Regions from separate parts of the Mus musculus genome. Here regions 2, 3, 4 and 5 are each linked to region 1. Evidence: chromatin contacts called from public Hi-C, HiChIP or PLAC-seq and promoter capture Hi-C data. All regions are on one chromosome and are shown on one strand. Each heading gives the region's core, a stretch centred on a gene start, on an enhancer-like site or on the middle of the called end of the contact. The rest is flanking DNA. Distances are from core to core; before and after follow the strand shown.

The links. Promoter capture Hi-C pulls out the DNA fragments that hold promoters and counts their contacts. A called contact is a pair of places that touch in the nucleus more often than the background predicts. HiChIP or PLAC-seq counts read pairs in DNA pulled down with a chosen protein or histone mark.
Region 2: a Hi-C map of cerebral cortex shows a contact between it and region 1, with 1.7 times the contacts expected there. The contact joins the enhancer-like site here to the promoter of Ccdc91 in region 1. A contact is called at or near these places in 5 of 39 promoter capture datasets (embryonic stem cells and hippocampal neurons), 4 of 484 Hi-C or Micro-C datasets (cerebral cortex, embryonic stem cells and pancreatic cancer cells) and 5 of 115 datasets of contacts at active chromatin or transcription factors (embryonic stem cells, forebrain, large pre-B cells and 1 more).
Region 3: a contact with region 1 is called in a promoter capture Hi-C map of hippocampal neurons, with 4 times the contacts expected there. The contact joins the promoter of E330012B07Rik here to the promoter of Ccdc91 in region 1. A contact is called at or near these places in 2 of 39 promoter capture datasets (hippocampal neurons and maxillary cranial neural crest), 1 of 484 Hi-C or Micro-C datasets (embryonic stem cells), 4 of 115 datasets of contacts at active chromatin or transcription factors (embryonic stem cells and pancreatic cancer cells) and 1 of 9 other capture datasets (adipose tissue).
Region 4: a FOXA1 HiChIP or PLAC-seq map of pancreatic cancer cells shows a contact between it and region 1. The contact joins the enhancer-like site here to the promoter of Ccdc91 in region 1. A contact is called at or near these places in 6 of 39 promoter capture datasets (the 3T3-L1 cell line, 3T3-L1-derived adipocytes, hippocampal neurons and 3 more), 2 of 484 Hi-C or Micro-C datasets (myocytes and uterus), 5 of 115 datasets of contacts at active chromatin or transcription factors (cardiomyocytes, embryonic stem cells, oligodendrocyte precursor cells and 1 more) and 2 of 9 other capture datasets (adipose tissue and pancreatic islet).
Region 5: a contact with region 1 is called in an HNF4G HiChIP or PLAC-seq map of pancreatic cancer cells. The contact joins the enhancer-like site here to the promoter of Ccdc91 in region 1. A contact is called at or near these places in 6 of 39 promoter capture datasets (the 3T3-L1 cell line, 3T3-L1-derived adipocytes, embryonic stem cells and 3 more), 2 of 484 Hi-C or Micro-C datasets (adipose-derived mesenchymal stem cells and uterus), 4 of 115 datasets of contacts at active chromatin or transcription factors (cardiomyocytes, embryonic stem cells, oligodendrocyte precursor cells and 1 more) and 1 of 9 other capture datasets (pancreatic islet).

Annotation. Positions count from the first base shown.
Region 1 is chr6:147,474,458-147,477,271 of GRCm38.p6, reverse strand. Ccdc91 (coiled-coil domain containing 91) reads right to left here and starts at 1,401. Exons shown (of 13, transcript NM_025911.2): 1 at 1,213-1,401. It overlaps Gm6288 (a long non-coding RNA gene), which reads left to right and starts at 1,453. Exons shown (of 4, transcript XR_869623.3): 1 at 1,453-2,156.
Region 2 is chr6:147,120,147-147,122,960 of GRCm38.p6, reverse strand. No RefSeq gene overlaps it. Among named protein-coding and RNA genes, the nearest start is that of Klhl42, 30 kb to the right of the region's middle. Within about 2 kb of position 1,425, at least 6 of the 459 cell types and tissues checked have an H3K27ac peak or open chromatin away from gene starts, as enhancers often do. A contact at or near this core is called in cerebral cortex, where this site is marked.
Region 3 is chr6:147,178,786-147,181,599 of GRCm38.p6, reverse strand. It overlaps E330012B07Rik (RIKEN cDNA E330012B07 gene), which reads right to left and starts at 1,359. Exons shown (of 3, transcript NR_033640.1): 1 at 1,286-1,359.
Region 4 is chr6:147,758,815-147,761,628 of GRCm38.p6, reverse strand. No RefSeq gene overlaps it. Among named protein-coding and RNA genes, the nearest start is that of Gm15762, 40 kb to the right of the region's middle. Within about 2 kb of position 1,353, at least 44 of the 459 cell types and tissues checked have an H3K27ac peak or open chromatin away from gene starts, as enhancers often do. A contact at or near this core is called in pancreatic cancer cells and uterus, where this site is marked.
Region 5 is chr6:147,739,818-147,742,631 of GRCm38.p6, reverse strand. No RefSeq gene overlaps it. Among named protein-coding and RNA genes, the nearest start is that of Gm15762, 21 kb to the right of the region's middle. Within about 2 kb of position 1,416, at least 45 of the 459 cell types and tissues checked have an H3K27ac peak or open chromatin away from gene starts, as enhancers often do. A contact at or near this core is called in adipose-derived mesenchymal stem cells, pancreatic cancer cells and uterus, where this site is marked.

The DNA.
Region 1 (2,814 bases), core at 152-2,651:
AGAGAGAGAGAGAGAGAGAGAGAGAGAACAAACAATGGATGCTTCTCTAGGTGATTTCCTAAAGTTTTCTTTTTCTGTGAAGTATTATGATGATTAATATTTTTCTTAAAAACTCAAAAATCCTGGACTTTCTCATTTTGTTTTATGTTTTTTTCCAATTTGGAGTATGGTGTTGCTAGGCAACCAGTTCACAGTTCCCAGCCCACTGAAACATCTCTAGACATCCTAGGAGACACCAAACTTCCTCACCTCTCACCAGGCAATTCTTCACACATTAACACACCACATAGTGGCACCAAGGTGCAGCGGACCTAGCATCTTCCTGAGCCATTTATCCCAACAGGTGAGGTTCAAACAACCCCAAAAGCAACACAAGGTGTGGCTAAGATGACTACAAGTGCACTTCTCCTCGGTTTCTGTCGCCCAGGAAACTGTGAGTACTCTGCAGGCTTTTGTCTTAAATCCTGAGGTGACAGCTGACCCACCCTGTGACAAGATGGCAATCCCTCAACCACGCAGCATGCAAACATGTTCCATAGCCTTCCACAGAGCCGGGAAGTTTAAAACTAGGGGCGAAGACGTGTCAATGTCTGCACAGTGGAGGGATAAGTCGGAATTCGTGGGCGGCCTCTGAGGGACCTAAGCTGAGCCCAAAGCCTTCACTTCCCCAGAGCGGAGGGCCAAGATCACGGCGGCCTCACCATCCCAGAGCTGTCAGAGCAGCTGACAACTCTTGTGCAAAGCTCCCTCCTGCGGAGGCAGCCGCGCAGACGCGGCATCCTGGGGGGGCGGGGAAAGGTGTGTAACAGACAGAGGCCAAGCGCTCCGCACGATGCTCGCCTGGGGTGAGAACCCGAGACGCCACTGAGGGTGTGTCCAGCGATCAGCTCTCCAGAACTCCGAGTGCACAGTGCGCGCTTTCCCAAGGTCTGAGACCGGAAGGGGTGCGCCGCTCGGCACCGACGGGAACCGCATCAGGGTCAACACTTCCGTTCCGCCGGGGCAACTACAGCGCGGACAACAAGCGGACTTACTATGGCTCTCCACTCGGGACTACCCAAGTGCAGGGCCCCGCGGGCGAGGGCGGGAGCGAGGTGTCTCCCTGACCCAGGTCCCGTGAGTCGCCCGGCCGCGGCCTCGCGACTCGCAGTAACTTGGTCACGTTCCCACCCGCGGCCGAGACCCGGACCCAGACGGCGAGCACCCGATTACCTGCGCCCACCGCAGTGCTCCCCGCGCTGTTGCGCGTCACACCCGGCTCTCAGACACTGGCTCCGGGACACCGGCTACGCAACCACCCCCCTCCCGGTGACTGCTGGCCCAGGAACCCACGTTCGGGCAGCCCACACACCACCCGGCGTCCAGGACATCCTCACCGGAAGTTGATTTCTACCTAGGCCCGCCCAGGCCTGCGCGCGGCGCTCCAGGCATCCGCGGGCGCATCACATGACCCCCCAAGAGGAGGCCAGCTGAGCCTCATCTGAAGAGAGACCTGACCTGTGAAGTGGATTGACCTGATATACACTGGCCTGACCATCCTCAAAAACTACATCATGTCTTTATCTTTTGTCCTGAGCCAAAACAAACTATTCAACAGATATTCCTCCTAACAGAGATTCAGCTGGCTAGGCCACAAGAAGAACCTCCTAGTTGAGTGATTCTCAGGTAATTGACTCTGCTATAGATTGGCTTCGACTTAACGCTTTTCCTGACCTTTCTCAAGATCTACCTCCTAGTAAAGGTTCTCAATCTCTCTTAGTGACAGGCCCATAAAACCACCTACCAAATCTGAATTTTTCTTCTGTCCAGAACTCGAATCTACCACGAGAAGAGCCTTTGCCTCTTACAAACAACCAAAATGTGAGAACTGAATAAAGCACCCGGCACTATGACATGCTCAAGAAATGTTTGACGTGATGTCTGGACCTATCGGCTTAGCGGAACTCTCAAGTTCCTGAACGTGCCCAAGCTGAAAGCTTCTCTAAACCACTGGATTTTAAAGATCTTCAGCGCTAGGACTGTAGCACTTGTAATCAACTCTCTCATAGCAGTTCGTTCATATTCCACTAAAAACAGTTGTTTTTTAGCTGTTCCACATCCTTACAGCAAAGCTGTCAGTCAACATCTTTTCCTGAAGGGAATATGCCATACACTTGGTAGGTTTTTGTTTGAAGGGGAGAGTAATTGTGTAGACTGTCGTGACTGTTACATAGAAATGGTCAACAGGTAGCACACTTCTCAGATGGTTTAGACAACATTCACTTAATTTTTATTGAACGTATACCATTTACTTGGAACTAGTCAAGTGGTAACAATCTGGGAATGAACCAAATATATCCAAGATATTTTACTGCCTAGTGCCCTGATCGTTTGAATGTGAGTCTGTGGACAACTTCTAATCTTCACACAGAGAGCATTATTGGGAATTGCTTTTCTCTTCCTTCCACTGAACAAAATTGACTGAACTATCTTTAATCTCTGTACTGAGTGGGAAGTATCAACAGGATCTTGACATGCCTTCACTGAGCTGGGCAACTTGAAGTCCTTAGTGAACAACTAATACTGAGCAGGTCACCTCTTCTGACCTTTTCCATCCTGCCCATTCTTTGCACAAATAAGTTGTATTTCTCTTATAGAAATTTGATGCTTCCTTACACACATATACTTTTTTAATTTCCAGTTGAGCACCAAGTCAAGGACCACTTCTTTGTATACTCAGCAAGCTGTTTCCCATTTCTCCTTTACATCTAGTCTAGTAGTCAAGAAAGTGGAAATACATTCAATAAGCATTTCATAAACTGATAGTCAATATCT
Region 2 (2,814 bases), core at 176-2,675, 350 kb after region 1:
CATTACTAGCAATAAAGATACATAAGCAGTAAAGACAGCTCAATCAAATACTGTGTGTGTGTGTGTGTGTGTGTGTGTGTGTGTGTGTGTGTGTGTGCATTTCTCTGTGCATGTACTTGTGCCATTTTGAGGTATGCAAATGCACATGAGTGCAGATGAAGACTAAAGGTCATGCCAGATGTCTTTCTTATTCAATCTCTGCTTTGTGTTTTTGAGACAAACTCACTAAACCTGAGCTCGCTGGTTGGGCTATACTGGCTGATGAGAAAGCTCTGGGGTCCTCCTGTCTCTGGTCCCTGGCACTCATACACAGGAATGAGCTGCGCTCAGCTTTTACTTGGGTGACAGGGGTGCAAACTCAGGTATGCATGCTTGCACAGCAAGCAGTTGGCCAACTAGATCATCTACCCAGCCGGCCCCAGAAACATTCCTCTTGGTATTGCAACAGTGTAATAAAAATAATAGCCATCTATTCTGGTAAAGTTATATACAGTCAGGTATTGCTCATGGATAGGACATAATCTAAGAAACAGCATCAGAGGGGTTTTCCCTTCTATGAATATCAGAGAGCATCCTCACACAAACTCAGATGGCTTCAGCATCTCGAGGCAATATGATCTTATGGGAGGCCTGTCATTGACTGAACAGAATACTGCATTTATTATCTAATGGCATGAAGTACAATCATCAAGACTTGGTCACTGGGTGTCACTCACTCTGTGTCTGTAAGAGACATAAACACCAACAAATGATTTCTAGAATCAAGCTATTATTCCCAGAAAAAGATAGCCATTTGTGACCCGTTGGTTTTCAAGAAATACTTAACACTGTGCAGAGAAAACTTACTGATATAGATTTGGTGACAAAACTATTGAGGGGGATAGAGCTGTTACTTTCCTGGTTGCTGTGAGATCATTCCTAACAAGAGCTGCTTAAGGGGGGATAGGTTTATCTGGACTCACGTTATGGAGGGATGGTGCCCACCAAGTCCATCACGGTGGTATTGGGGTGGGAACCGTTACGACTCACATCTTGATGGAACGAGAAGCAGGAAGAACGAGAGGAGGGGGCAAGGAAGGCTCTAAACCTCAAAGGCTTGCCTGTGCAACCTTCCCGAGCAGCGACACCAGCCAAGGACCAGTGTTTCAGTGCGTGAACCTGTTGGGGAAATTTCACACTCGAGCCACAAAGGGCGGGGAAGTAATGTGCATTTCCACGATCCTCAGATCCGGAGTCGGGTGGGAACTGGGTTTAATCAACCCATGGCCTCAGAAGGCAAAACAGGGCTTTTGGATCACAGTAGGTTAAACAGTGGGTCCCCAGACTGGAGGTTTTCAGACCTAGTAGGACGGGAGGAAGTTGGGTGGAGCCGGGAAGAGGAGGGATACTGCAAGAGCCTAAAAAGAGTGAGATTCTGAGTCACCGTTTCCACACAGTGAGGATAAAGGAGGCATCTCCACAGCGTCTGCCTGACAAAACGCTGGACTGGGCTGGGACTAAATAAAGCAACAGGAAAGGGAGGGTCTTGTCGGCAGCACTCCATTCAGTGGGATGTTTTGACTACAGTTCAGCTCTAGCACTCCTTGCTGAGAACTTGACTAGAATTGGTATTCACAGTCCACATACATCCTCCAAGGGGATTTTTTTCTTTTAATTTCAGAAACCCCCATCTCCTGCCTCATTCTGACCACATTAGAACCTGGCATAGTGGGACGGGGCTGGGTTTGACCCTGTCTCTGGAATAGTTGAGACGTCTCTCCTGTTCATTTTTCTCTTTCTCTCTCTTACTTCTCGGTGCGGAGCCAGCGAGAGGAGCCAGGTGGAAACTAAGGCTCTCTGTTTATGACTGAACAGGTACACCACAGACAGCAATGCCAGTGTTCTGCCCATGGCCTCCCACACACCCAGACTGCCCCAAGTCCCACCTGGAAGGACCAGGCCCTGGTAGCCAGGACGATGGTCCCACGTCTGGACTGATTGAAACCAGGCTTATTTGCTTAAGAACAACATTCGAATAGAGGCCCCTCAGAAACTCACATTTCCATATTGACTGGGGATTTTTGTTTATTACAAATGAGGTTAAGAAACCATTCTGTATAGTGGCTAAATGAAAAATCAACATGTGTTCAGAGAGCCCAGCAGCAACGGTGATAATAACTGCATTCTTGCATGACAGAACCTTCCCTTGAAGGCACCAGGGGGCAGCGGGGTCATCATCCCCAATCTCTCCAGTGAGAGAATGTGTTGCAGACGGGCAACTTAACTGCAGGTGGCCACTAACAGAGGGTGCCTGTGCTCTTCCCGTGTCGCTGGAGCTTGAAATGTGTGCATATTATTTCAATGTGTCTGACAGGAGGTGGCAAGAAAGCAGTTCTATTTCTTGCTATCTTTTTTATCATGCATGTGTGTTTAGCATATGTACATGTTGGTCAGAGGACCATTTGGGGGAGTTGCTTCTCTCTCTCTACCCTGTGGGTCTGTCCGTCATCAGGCTTGGTGGGAAGCACTCCCATAAAGCCATCTCACTGTCCCTATGATTTTTGTTGTTTGTTTTTGAGATGGGAATCTCATGTAGCCCAGGCTAGCCTCCAACTCACTATGCATAGCCAAGGATGACCCTGATCTTCTGATCTTCTTGCCTCTACCTCCCAAGTTCTAGGATCACAAAACTGCTCCACCAAGTCCGGTTTATTCGAAACCTTAACCTAGGGCCTCACGCGTGGCAGGCAAGCTCTCCTCCAACTGTAGTCCAGTTCCAACCACAGTTACACTGGGAAGGAGGAGTTGTATTTTTAAAATATGTTTTCATATAAG
Region 3 (2,814 bases), core at 110-2,609, 300 kb after region 1:
TTCTCTTCCCAGGAGGCAAGCCTGCTGCCATACAGCAGAAGATGGGTGGAAGACACCCAGAGGCGAGAAGGCACCACTATCATGGCAAGTGTGTGGTGGAGAGACAGAAGAAAAAGAACAGTTTATGCAGTATGATAAGAGGAGAAACTGGAAATGTGAGGGTGATGAGGAACAGCCTGATGTGAGTAGTTTGTGCTGCCACCTGAGGCCATGTCTGGGTCAATGGTCAATGGCCTCTGTGGGCACTGCACATGCATGCAAGCAAAACACCTAAACACATGAAATAAAATAAAATATAAACATTTTAATAAAAATAAAAATATCACTGGCTGCTTTTGCCCCAAAAAGGACAGACAGTTCAGCATATATATATCAACAAATGTACCACATGCAAAGAGAATCAAGGTCAACACAAATTATCATCTCAATGGAACAGAAAGGCCTTTTATATAACATAACATCTTTTGTGATAAAGGCTCTGAAGATACTAGAAAGAAAGGGACCATAATCAAGGGCACATGGGTCAGAGCTAGAGCTTACAGAATGAAGAACACCAAAAACATTTTCTCTAAAATCAATAGCAGTGTGGCAATGTCCACTCTCTTTACAGTGATTTAAGCTGAAATGAAAGCAATAAGACAGAAACAGGAATTAAAAGGAAACAAATAGAAAACAAAGAAACTGGAGTATACTTGTTTGTAGATGACGTCATCCTACAATGGGAATGCTCTAAAGACTCCCATGAGACTCTGAGGTCTGGTAAACACCTTCAGCAAAGGGGCACAAGATCAACATACTAGAAGTTATTGTTTTTCCTTTATACCAATATACAGTTATAGCCATGATTTCCCCCACAGGTACAGAAAAAAAATGTGTGTTTAGAAAAACAATGCCTGTTGAACAAATGTTTCTGATGAATCTGGATAGCCTCACGTGGAAAACTGAAACCAGATTCACAGGTCTCACTTTGCACAAAAGTCAGACCACAGTGGACCAGAAACTTACTGTAAGACCTGCAACCACTGGACGAAAGCACAGGAGCAACAGCTCAAAACACAGCAGAGGAGGCTTTCTGAGAGGGCAGCTCTAGCTCCGGAAATGGCTCCAAACATGAAAAATTAAAATAAGGGGCTTTTACACAACAGAGAGAATCAGTGTGCAGGACGGAAGAAAATACTTTGTTGCTTGTGATCTCTTAGGGGCCTGACCTGGTTTGCTTCTCTGTAACTGTGATAAACCCTGACCAAAAAGCACATTAGGCAGAAAAAGGATAATTTTCACTTACAGGTTTCAGTCTATCCCAGGGTAGCTGAGGCAGGAACTCAAGGCAGGAGAACAGTTGCTTACTGCCTTCCTTTCCCTGACTTGCTCAGCTACCTTTCTTATACAACCCAGGTTACCTGCCCAGAGATGACTCCGCCTACCGTGGGCTGGCCCCTCCCACATCAATTAGCAATCAACAGAATGCCCCACAGATGTACCCACAGGCCAAGCTTATCTAAACAGTTTCTCTGGTATGATTTTCCTCCCCTGGGTATGTTCAGGCTTGTGTCAAGTTCTCAAAAACCAACCAGCACAGGGACTAATGTCCACCATATATAAAGAACTCAAATCATTAAACACTCAAAGAACCAATAACCCCATCAATAAATGAAAGGATAAACTGAGCAGTTTTCAAATGAAGAAATGCATATTGTCATGAAAAACATTCAACATTTTTAGCCATTAGATTGCTCAGTGAGCGCACTGAAGCAAGGTGTGGTGCCTGAATCTATAATCCCAATATGGGGGTGGTGGAGGAAGAAGGGCATGTGTTCAAGGCCAGACCAGGAGTTAGAGGCTAGCCTGCACTATACACAAAGAAGCTGGACAGCTATTGTTCAATGACATAGAGTTTCCATTTTACAAGATAGAAAGGGATGGTGGCTACAAAGAGTCATCATTTTCAATGCCACTGGACAGGACACTTTCAGAATGGCCAAAATGGGAAATTTCATGTTGCAAATACTTTGCTACAATTAATACAGGGGGGGGGGGAGCTGAGGAAATGACTCAACGGGTAAGAGTGCTTATTTTAAAAGCATGAGGATTGGATTCCAATACCCAGCACACACACACACACACACACACACACACACACACACACGCAGCAGGGCATAGCTGTGTGTGCCAGTAACTCCAGCATTGGGGAGTGGAGGCAGGTAGATTCTGAGAGCTCGATGGCCAGCCAGCCAGCTTAGCCTCTCAGTGGAAGACCCTGTCTCAGGGCAATAAGACAGAGAGTGAGAGAGGAAGACATCTGACATTCTCACACACCCACATCTTAGTGCACACACAACACATACCCCAAAATAAAACACAAACACTGTTCAATAGCAAGATTCTAAGAAACCAAGATGCCCTCATAGAGCTCACAGTACAGCAGAAGAGATCGATGGAGGCAGTGTCTAAAACGGGCCTCCCAGACTGGTGTTCACAAGGCAAAAGGGAGTGAGGCGAGGGTCGGGTGGGGTGTCCTAACACGCTCTAAATCCAGTTTCTAAATCCAGTACAACCTCACCTTAGTGTAGTCACCTATTTGAAAAATATTTAGTGAGCACTCCTCTTAAGAAGATACTCTCGAGTAGAACGTACATTTCCTTTGAGAAAAACTAACAAAAGCTAGATCTACCGGGGGTCCTAAAATTTTGGGTTCCAGACTCATCAGGATGGCAGATCCCCAGGCGCGGCTGTCTCTCCCCGCAGGCAGGATCACGAGCTTCAAAATACTCTTTGGGCAGCACTAATTGCCTGGATTTTATGATGCGAGAAACA
Region 4 (2,814 bases), core at 104-2,603, 280 kb before region 1:
CTCTGGGAGTGTGGACAAGCAAATTCTGGAGGCTTTCTGACATCCAAGCTGGCCAAAAGGATGAACTTCTACTCCATTGAGGCTTTGGTTCAAGTCAGGAGAGATGGTGGAAGAAGATGATTGGAATCCCCCCTTAGGCAAATAGGCATCACACACATCTGCACAATATATACACATACATATGTATATAAACACATATACACATGCAGCACATAAATATGACACAACACACACAACACACACATATACACACAACACATACATATAACACACAAGCAACACACACCTACAGCACACAAACCCATACCTATTAATACATATATAAATCACATATAATACGAATACCATATTCACATGACACACAAATGTAACACATAACTACACATACATGCCACATATATACACAGAAACTTTATAATGTGAGGTTTTAAGTGATGACAGGTTTGATTTTCTTTGATTTCATAGAAAGTATCTTTAATGATGAAGTACAGTGCTTGTCCAGGAGCCTGTGTCATTGATCAAAGGCTCTGAGGTTGTCATTCCAAATCCACCTTTTGCTCAGCATCTAAACCCATCTGAACCTCCCATGCTATGCACTCCCCAGGGTCATGTTTGATGCCCTCCAGGGGACAATTGATGGCATGTTATCCATGTGTGTCAAGGCCTGCCTAGCCCTCTTTGGTAGGAAATCTCTCCACTCACAGCCCTCTTCTAAAGGTAAACAGATTGCTAAGCTTCAATGCCATTGTGGTCAGGAAAGTCTGAGGGCTATAGGAAAATGTGTCCCTGGCACACACACAGGGAAACGCTGCTCTGTATTTGAACCACGCAAGATATCATGAAACTCTACAACTGAAAGCAAGATACATCTGTGTAGAGCATACTTGTTCCCAGTTCACTGGGAAGCTCTTATGAGACAAACAGTACTATCTCTCCTCAATTGAAATTATTAAATGTTCTGCCTTGTGGGTTTTTATACTAGCTTAAACATTGTACTAGGAACATAGAATATATCTTTTATCTTTATTACAGACAGTAAGTACTCTGTTAAGTTTTATATCCAAAGAGTGTTTCACTCTTTCTGCCCAATTGTGGTCTTGTTTAATACCAACTTCCCAGGCTCAGCCAACTGAAACCGTGTGTCCTTTGCACTCAAGGACGGCCTTTGAGAGAGATGTACCCCAGCTCTCTTCTGCTGTTATGAAAACTGCCAAGGCAAACACAGCCCAGAAAAATACTAGAGCAATCACAGGAAGGGGCACATCATCTCCTCTCACTGCCCCATTCTCTTGCTGTGACCAAGTCCCCTCCAGTGGGAGGGATCTGGGCAGGGCAGGAAGGAGAGTTCTCAGAGCTGAGTCACCTAGTAACTTGATAAGAAAGTCAGTTGTGACAATTAGGAAAGTCAGCCTTGCAAAGTGGGGTCTTAAGTGACTCATTTGGTTTTTTTTTTCTTTTCATATATATGTGTGTGTGTGTGTGTGTGTGTGTGTGTGTGTGTCCTCCAGGACCTGGATCATAGGGGCTTTTCCTGATACTTCTGTGTGCAGCAGCCCCTTGCTACACTTTCTAATGGGCTGTCCCCTGGCATCTCAACCTCAGTCATCTCTGGATTCTTCTAGGTCCCTACATAGCACAGCAATGTAACACTGAAATCATTTCAGAGGTCAGAAACCCCAAACCAAGTCAGAGACCTTCTCCATCAAAGGCCATAACCACCCTACTCAGCCACACACTAAGGAGGGAAAGCCATTTACTTTTATGGACTATAAGCTTTAATAAATAATAATTGTCATCATCAGTTATGACCATTCATCCAAAGTGGCTTGAACATTAATAAAAATATCCTTGTTTCTCACCGGCTCGCTTCTGGTGCCAGGAAGACCAGTGTGCTCACTCCCTTCCTTTCAATCATAAACGCAGCTTATCTCCTGGGAACAAGACCTTCTCCCAGGCTGTACCTGCACCTCCCATAACCGTAAACATGCAAGTAGATTCGGTGCAGTGGGTGGATATTCCTTCCAAGCTAGTGGAAAATTTGTACGGCCAGTTTTTAGAAACTGGGCAATGAGTACCTGTGAGATCCAGAAATACGTTTCACCACAGTTTTCAAGTGTATGTCTGACCTCCCTAAATAAGCTTTAAGTTCCTTGTGGGAAGATTCATGTCTTAAATGAATCCTACTCTCTGGAATGTCGGATGTAATATGCAAATTTCTCTTCCAGGTGTAATAAGCTATACTACATTGAGTGTCTTTGCATCTGTTAAAATGTGTTACATTCTGTTTGGGCCAGACAATGCAGGTGGGGAGGGTGCGGAGGTGGGGGTAGGAGACAAATGAGCTGCTTCCTCACTTCTCCTTAAGGGCCTGGAAGACGGAGAAACAGGTAGTTGGGGATGATTGATGCCTAGTTTGGGCTAGGTTACAGCAGTACATGGAAGAGGAGTTGAGCTGTAGGTCTGGTTTATGAAGACCTACATAAAAGCTATTATGAAGATAGCTTTTGCAAGATGCTCTGTCAAGCAAGAAGACACTGAGCTGCTATTTTGAGTAGGCAACCCAGTCCTGCATCATGTGTGAACAGATGATCTGGTCTCATGGAAGAGAGGGCAAATCCAGACAGGGTGAGTTGAATGGAGGGAACATGAAGGTGGACTTGCACACTGGGGATCAAAGGTTGAAGGGATCTCTGTTAAAGGGATCCCTGAGGTGTATGCTAACTCTGTCTACATCACAATACCTCTGGGTGTGTGGCTCCAAGAAGAACACATCATGCTGTAAGTCCAAAGTGAAGGTGCTGTGGTCTCTCTCTG
Region 5 (2,814 bases), core at 167-2,666, 270 kb before region 1:
ACACCAACTAGGCAGCATACCCTAGCTGGTCTGAGGCCCCCAAAACATATACAGCAGAGGACTGCCTGGTCTGGCCTCAGTGGGAGAAGACCTGCCTAACCCTCAAGAGAATTGAGTCCTCAGGGAGTGGGGAGGTCTGGTGTGGGGGGGGGGCATCCTCTTGGAAACAGGGGGAGGAAGAATGGGATGTGGAACTGTTGGAGGGCAGACCAGGAAGGGGTAAAAACTGAACTGTAAAAAAATAAAAGTAATAAAGAAACAATCAAGGGCCCCCACAGGTGTGGGTCCTGTTACATATCGGATGAGATACTGGCTAGGCCTGGCTAATGAGGGAGCAGATGGGATAAGCCTGGGTTCTATGCAGAATTGGGGTGTTTGCCTTTCAGACTAAGACACTTTATGCCCAAAGCATTAGATTTATATTTAATGTGCAGCACATACACATATAAGCAAACTTTTAAATTTTCTCAGATTTCGTTACCTCATTTAGATGAGAAAAAAATCCCTTCATATTATAAAATTCTTGTCGAGATTAAATATAAAACTACATGAAAATGATTCATGTCATATCTAACATGTATAAAACACTCAGAAGTCACTAAATGCCATTCCTTTTTATCTCTCTGGCAATAGGAGAACAAAAAAACAAAAGACCTCATAGTCACAAACTTGAATTTAATTTAAAAGTGTGTCCTAAAGGTCACAGCCCTCTCCAGTTCCCACATCCCTTCATTAAAACTCGAAAGAAAGGAAGAAAGAAAGACTAAGAAAAGCAACAACTGCAGAAACTCCTATACCTAACATGGCTCTACAAAGTTTCACAGTAAATTCTTTAAAATCCATGAACTTAAACAATAGACAAAGCAACGGCACAACTGTAAACAAAAAAGGAGGAACGCAGCCCCAGTGCCAGGAGGATTTGACTGAATGAATCACACAGAAGGGAATGAAATGTGTGTTCTCTGGTTACACAACACAGCCTCCACCCTCTGAATCAGAGCTGCAAATGACTCCAAAAAAGGTAGACTCTGTCTGCCCCCACATCAGGGATGCGCGCTCCTCAGGAAGACAGGAACTCAATACGAGGCGCATAGGCCAGTGTACCAGGAGGCAGAGGCAGTGCCATGTTTCTCTACTCTTCCAACACAACGAACACCACCTCTTCTCACCTCTTTTTGGAAACCAGACTCCTAGACATGCTGTAAGAAGCTGTGAGGTCACAGGTGTAGGTCTGTATTTAGGATAATTTTAGCCAACGAATGAAAGCTTTGCAAGAAGGTACAAAGGAGCAAACTCAGGTCTGAGACCTTTACTTCTGTCCTTCCCATTATTTTCCACTGGACGGGGTCTCATGTGTCCCACGACATTCTTGAAGGATGACCTTGAATTCCTGATGCTTCTGCCTCGACCTCCTGAGTCACAGGATTGCAGGCATGTGCTACCATGCGTAGTTTAAACAGTACTAGGTGTTGAACCCAGGGATTCAAGCATGTTAGAGAAGCACTCTACCAATAGGTCATATTCTCAGCCATGTGCTGTCTTGGTCAAAAAAATGCTGTCTGAATCTCAGCTTAGTGATAAAACTAGGCCACCCAAGATACAGAAGATTTAACTTACACCCACGCATGCATGCATGCATGCATGCACATGCACGCAAGAATGCGCGCATGCGCGCAACACTGAGCATGCGCAGAGAGCTAGTTTTACTGTCAGGAGCATGATGGGATAGAAATAAACACATACTCTCAAGCTCTCACCTCTGGTAACATCTGCTTCAGTTCCAAAATTCAATTCTAACTTTGTCGGCCATCTCTTTTGGCAGACCTGTGAGATAAAACAGAAATAGCATCTTTACCAGAGCCCTCGGATTACTGAATACTTGGAGAAAGATAAGGTTGTGCTATTGACTGTGTCATTTAACAGGGTGAAAGGAGGTGAAGGGTCACTGCTCCAGGGCAGGGTCTGTGTCACGTTCAAGGCCTAAGAATACTTCATGCTCTTGACTCTGCCACTAAGTCAGCCTGCTTTACCATGAAAATTAACGCTGCAGGTTTGTACCTGAGTACTTTTTATGAGCCTATCTCCTGATAGTAGAAGACTTTAGTTGGCCCTAGAGCCATCCCTTCTCTCCTGACTTAAGAACTGTGTGTGGCAACCAGGAACTAAGGGTGGTCTATAGCTAACAACCACAAAGAAACTGAAGCCCTCCTCCCGACAATCACAAGGAACAGAATTATGCCAACACCAGCGTATGCTTGGAAGCTGGCCCTCCCAGCTGAGCCGGTAAGTGCACAGCCTCTGCTGACATTCGATTAGAGCCATGTGAGACCCAAAGTTGGGAACGCATCTCAGCAGTATCTGTTTTCATAACATGCAGAAAATGTGAGATAATAAACGGGTGTGTTGTTTGAAGCAGAGAGTTATGGTAACATTGCCATGGCAGTGGGAACAGACACAGATAGGATTAGCAAATCAACTCTGACGGCTCTGCACGGAACTCTTTTCGCATCGCATTTCAGACCTGGATCCATTTTGCTGTGTATAAAGATTATATTGAGGCAGATTTTATATATCATATCATTTTTCATGCATTGATGATTTTAGTATGTCTTGGGAACGTAAGAGCTCCTTTATATGACAGCCATATGGTACTATCCTATCTGACCAGTGCAGTAAAGCACCATCTTTAATATCATCAAACACTCATTGTTCCAGGGTCTCTTATTCTCTTTTGAACGTTGTTCTATGATTATTTGTCTTAGAGTCACTATTGTTGTGATGAAACACTATGACCAAAAACAACTTGGAGAGGAA